Linked DNA regions of Mus musculus: region 1 is linked to region 2. The links are chromatin contacts, called in public HiChIP or PLAC-seq maps. All regions are on one chromosome and are shown on one strand. The core of a region is the stretch at or near the end of the contact, and the rest is flanking DNA. Distances in the headings are between cores, read along the strand shown. Region 1 has its middle 69 kb from the start of Tnfaip3. Region 2 overlaps Gm51814 (predicted gene, 51814).

Region 1 (2,753 bases), core at 247-2,746, 120 kb before region 2:
TCCTGTATTCCCTCTTCTGTGATGTTTGCTGGACACAAGAGCAGGGTTACATAGATGTCCTGGTTGGAAGTGAACACTCAATAGTCATTTAGTCTCATCACTGTGGTCACTTATAGATCCCTGCTCTCATCATTGCCCACTGCTGAATCAAGGCTGAGAGTTGCACTAGTCTATGTGTATACAGATAAATGGTTACAAGGCAGGTTAATCCATTTGATACAACATCAGTAGTAGATTTCCCATAGCCTGGGACTTTCCTCACCTTAGGCTTTAATCAATTCTTTATTGCCAGGCATGTATTCCCTTCCATGCCTCTGCCTCAAATCTAATACAGAAGTTGTTGGTTCTTTTCCAGAGCATTCGTACCACTATTCCAACAGTAGACATATCTTTCCTGTCAGTTTAGTATTATAACACCAAGGGTCTATGATTGGGTGTGGTTGTTGTGGATGTCTTTCCTGCATCCACCTGCATAGCACCTTCCAGAACTATGAATGTTAGCGGGCAGGTAGGAAAGTTAGAGCTTAGCTTTAGGTTCATTTCTTTGTGACCTGTACCCAGAATACGTGGTGTCTTCATCAATAAGAAGTCGCTGTTTAGTTTTGCTTGTCAACCAAGAGCTTGGCAACAGCAACAGCCTGTATTGTTTGGGAGCCTCTGTGGGTTCTCTGGCCAACAGCTCATGGGAAGGTCTCCTTCACTTTGCCCTGGAACTTGACTTTGAAAACTGTGACTTTCTGAGAGTAGTGTTGACCACCCACATTTCTGTTCAATCTCCAGGGTTTTAGCGGGGGTTGGGTGGGCACAGTTAAAAACATTTCTGTTATGTTCTCTTGTAAAATTGTCAGTTCCTATATGGCTCTTTCATAATTCTTAGGTTTAGTTGACCTTCTTCCACCTTTTTTCTATCCTCCACATCCATCCCAGCTTTCCTCCTTTAGTGGTCCCCAATCCACTTTCATATTGTGTTTCACACTTCCCTCCTTAAGCTCTCTTCCTCTTACCTGATATTTATTGTGATTCCTTTCTTGTTACCTGGCCTCTGCTGACATTTCACCCTAACTTAAAATACAGCAATATAACACTTTGAGTTTAATATCTGTATGTAAGAGAGAATATACAGTGTTTGCCTTTCTGGGCCTGTGTTACCTCTCAGTGAAATTTCTTCCAGTTCTTCAGTGCTGAATAAAATTCCAGTGTGTGAACATACACATTATCATCAGTTGCTGGACATTCCAGTGTGTGAATATACACATTATCATCAGTTGCTGGACATTCCAGTGTGTGAATATACACATTATCATCAGTTGCTGGACATTCCAGTGTGTGAATATACACATTATCATCAGTTGCTGGACATTTGGGCTGCTCCCATTTTCTAGTTATTGTGAAGAGGGTAAGAGTGAACATGGCTATACAGGTGTCAGTATCATAGACTACAGAGTCCTTTGGGTGTACACACAGAAGTGGGCTATCTAGTCATATGGCAGATCTATTTTTAGCTTTATGAGAAACTTCCACATTGGTTTCTGTAGTGACTGTATCAGTTTACACTCCTACCACATCCTTGCCAGCATTTGTTGTTGTTTTCTTAATAAAGAGCATTCTTACTGGGGTGTGATGGAATTAGCATAGGTAAAACCTTTCTCAATAGGACCACAGTTACTCAGGAAACAAGGTCAACAACTGATAAATGGGACCTTATAAAATGAAAGAGCTTTTCAATAGCAAAGAAGCAACTTACAGGAGGTCAGTTAACTCTCTCTTTGAGAGCCACAGACTTGCTAACAATTCCCCCAACTCCAGCCATGAGAAGCCTCATTTGAAGTTGTGGGCTAGGGCTGTCTAAGAAAATCGCCCAAAACACAGCCTATTGCTGTTGTGTTTAATTACTTCCCAATGGTGGAAGGTGAGTCCCTATTGCTGATAAGATGCACTAAAGAAACAAGGCCCAGAGGCCTGCGATCTGGAACTGAAGTGAGTGCTCCCTAAGGACTAGTTTTCATGGTACCAAAAAAAATACTTTGCAAGCTTCCAAAGGAGAGAGGCAATCTACAGTCCCGCATACCTATGAACCACATCAAAGACCAATGTGGCACTATACCCTTACATGTGCAATAGTGGCACACATACTTTGGCAGTAGCCTACAATTTTCTAATTGGATTTAAGACCCACTCTACGAAAGGGATACTGTAGCTGGTACTAGATACTTAGCTAACTAATCAGTACTAGTGAAGTCATTTTTACTGGAGGAATCTTCAACCACTAGTTTACTAAACTAACATAACCCCTATCAATAATCTATAAACATTTCTACTTAAATAAGGACAAATACCCACAGGTGAGTGTACTCCTCAGTCCAGGTCAAGGGAACTTATCTTTGCAACAGAGGGTGACCAATCAACAGAGAGAGTTGTGGAGGCTGGCCTCAGTGGATACATCCACAAAACACTTGAACACCCAAGGCTCAAGGGACATTGTGGAAGGAAGGGGAATTGGGAGAGCCCCCTAAGTCAGAGGGCTTTGCTGTGAGATTGTGTTCCCTAGTTACATCAGAAGCTACACATATGAAGTCTATCCAGTATAACCAACTAAGCATGGGCTGAGCAAAGAGGACAGCAACAAACATTCCAAACTGAAGAGGAAAACCCACAAGGCCTCAGTCCTACACAAAGAACTATAGGCAATTGAGTATTTCTGGGACCAAGAGGTGTGGCCCTTCCCAGGGAAGAGCATACCAGTTAGTTGTCCA
Region 2 (2,700 bases), core at 79-2,578:
ACATGTTTACTTCACTCGTCGAGAACCAAGAGGAAGGTTGATGGTGATAAGCAACAAGAATCTCTTCCATTCTATCTTTATTTCAAGCAGTTAGGCACAAATATGGGTTATGCTCATTGGGCAAATATGAGATCTCCTAAGGATCAGAGAAGTCATCTCTTAAAAAGATTCAGGAAACCAACAGTATGCTGACCTCAAAGAAACTGGTGTCACTCTGCTTGTTCTGTTGGGGTGATTTTCTGGGGAGTTAAAAAACTAAGCAGCCATTCACTTCTTAGTTCTTTCTCTGTACAGAACACACCAGACATTGATACTTCTGTGTCTCTGGAGGCTTATTTCAAGTCCCAGAAACAAGCCCAGTGTCCTTAAGCTGTGGAATGGGGTGCCTCCCCTGCCCTTCCTCAGCCCTGTATTGCTCTTACTAACCTAGAAACAACCCCAATCGAATCCTCATTGGATTTGTAGCACAATGTCAGGGACAGCCTACATAAGAGGTAGGAGGTGATACTGTTTCCTAGGTTATACACTAAATAGCCAGAACACCAGCAAGTATCATTCCCTCTGCAGAACTGAGTGGGTAGCAACAGGAGTATAAAAATAAATTGTAAAAGACCTGTTCCCACTGCTCCTCAATCTTGTGCTTAGAGGCAACTACTATTAAAATGAGCCCGTTGGCTTCCAGTCACTCTTTCTATGTAAACACACGTGTACATGTTCTTGGTCTTTCTCACACACTTTGGAATTATTTTAAAGGACTATATTGTGAACATTATTCTCTGAGTCAAGGATTATCTTTCCTCCTTTTCCTGTCAGAGGCATATTGTACTTTAACACAGTATCTTTTTGCTGATAGAAGCCTCTTGGTTGTTGGGTGCTCTTACATGTATATCCATCTATATGTTTCAAAGTATATCTGAAAACTAAGTCCTACCATTTGTAATTGCTGGACCAAACTATATGCCTTGAAATTTTCAAACACTTGGTTCTGATTGCACTTCCACTCCTAAGGGTTGGTGTGAATATTTCCTAACTCTTTGGAGTTGAGTTAAAAAGACATGATTGTTAAATCTCCTTTTAGCATTCACAGATCCCAATTCTAAGATTCTCATCTCTTCTGCACGGTGGCTTCTTGAGGCTAATTTTTATTTTAGATTATTGAAATGAGCTCTCTATTTAGTAGTGAGTCAGAAAGAGAATGTCTGAAAATGAAAAGGAAAGTGCAACTGAAAACGATCACACACTTCCTGTAACTATCAAGAGGGGTAGTGGGTCATGCCAGTAATACCACTGCAATCCCAGTACTCAGAAGCGAGAGGTTCGGGATGGACTGATTTCACATCATAAAAAAAAGAGTGAAAGTGAAAGTTGGACTGAACAGGGTCAGTGAGCACAGGTGTTTGATCTGAAAGTGTAAGTTGCTATGGAGACACAGGAATTCTCTGTAATGAATGGGGGGGGTACATTAACCCCACCCGTAACCTTTGAATCAGTTTGTGTTATCAGCTGTTTGAGTCAGAGAAGAAAGATGGCTCAACCTGCCCAATCCTTAGCTGGAGATCCTACCAGGAAAATTCAGGGTGCTGCGGAAGTTTGTAGGTGAACAGCGTGGTGGGTTTCTCCCTTTGAGTGAAGGTTGAAGTCTAGTATTTACCTTGTTCGTAGTCTAGTTCTGGGAGCTAGTTCTCTGGAGTTATACCCAATGTATAAGAAATTGCTCTCACCTTGTTGTTTTGGGAAAGTCTTGCTAGATATTTCTGATTGGTCTGATAATATGTACCCCAAAGTTAAACTTGCAACAATCCTCCTGCCTCAGTGTTGAAGTTACTGGTTTATTTCATTTTGCCTAGGTTAGTTGGTTCTGATTTAATTGAAAGTTTCATGTGCATTTTCTTTTAAATTCAGCTGATGGTGTTGATATTTCTTTCTTTCTATGAATAGCTGATTCAGCCCTAAAGACACCACCGAATTCTATCAGAAATTCAGAAATGATTAAGATGTGGAGCCTTCCTAAGTGAAAGTCAGCAGACTATCTTAGAAAAGTTCATACAAGACAATTGCTGTAACTTCGCCTTAATAAAATGTTTGAACTTTTCTATTTAATTTAATGATATTTATGGAGCCTCACCCTCTGTTCCCAAAATATCTTAACTTTTATGAAATGAGAACTTGAAGAGGCTGTGTATGCCACAAAGTCTTGGGTAAGGAATATAAAAGTAGAAATGTTTTATTCAAACAGTATAGATAAAAACACTATAAACACACATCAAAATTTCTTCACTACAGAACTGGGTGTGGTGGTCATTTCTGAAATCTCAGCATTGGAAGACTGAGGTAGGCCTATCACTGAAATTTCATGGCCAGCCAGAGTGAGACTCTGTTGGAAAAAAAATGTTTTTTTCCTTCAAAATAAGACACTGAGAATAGCATCAGGGAAACTACGATGCTGTGCACATCCTTTCCTTTTGAGGTTGAAGGGTCTGAGCGAAAGTCCTGATTGCCACACTTCTTTCTCCAACATCAACTTGTAATATTGCCCAATTCAAACATATTACAATAAAGGAGTAATAATGCATCTTATTTTGTTACTATAAATTTTGCTGTTAATATAGTGATGTATTATATTTTATTATTATTATCTTCTAAAAGCCCATTCTTTTCTAAGGAGGGACAGAAAGGGAGTGGGTTCAGTGGGAGGGGAGG

Evidence for each region. HiChIP or PLAC-seq counts read pairs in DNA pulled down with a chosen protein or histone mark.
Region 1: a contact with region 2 is called in a BATF HiChIP or PLAC-seq map of CD8 T cells, with 14 read pairs. The contact joins two enhancer-like sites. A contact is called at or near these places in 1 of 39 promoter capture datasets (macrophages), 2 of 15 datasets of contacts at CTCF or cohesin (the G1E-ER4 cell line and the NIH/3T3 cell line), 2 of 484 Hi-C or Micro-C datasets (bone marrow-derived macrophages and granulocyte-monocyte progenitors), 3 of 115 datasets of contacts at active chromatin or transcription factors (CD8 T cells, bone marrow-derived macrophages and effector CD8 T cells) and 2 of 9 other capture datasets (bone marrow-derived macrophages and macrophages).

The regions. Positions count from the first base shown.
Region 1 is chr10:18,945,410-18,948,162 of GRCm38.p6, forward strand. No RefSeq gene overlaps it. Among named protein-coding and RNA genes, the nearest start is that of Tnfaip3, 69 kb to the right of the region's middle. Within about 2 kb of position 1,497, at least 5 of the 459 cell types and tissues checked have an H3K27ac peak or open chromatin away from gene starts, as enhancers often do. A contact at or near this core is called in CD8 T cells, where this site is marked.
Region 2 is chr10:19,067,268-19,069,967 of GRCm38.p6, forward strand. It overlaps Gm51814 (predicted gene, 51814), which reads left to right. Exons shown (of 4, transcript NR_168594.1): 4 at 1,939-2,092. Among named protein-coding and RNA genes, the nearest start is that of Gm51814, 5.8 kb to the left of the region's middle. Within about 2 kb of position 1,329, at least 55 of the 459 cell types and tissues checked have an H3K27ac peak or open chromatin away from gene starts, as enhancers often do. A contact at or near this core is called in CD8 T cells, where this site is marked.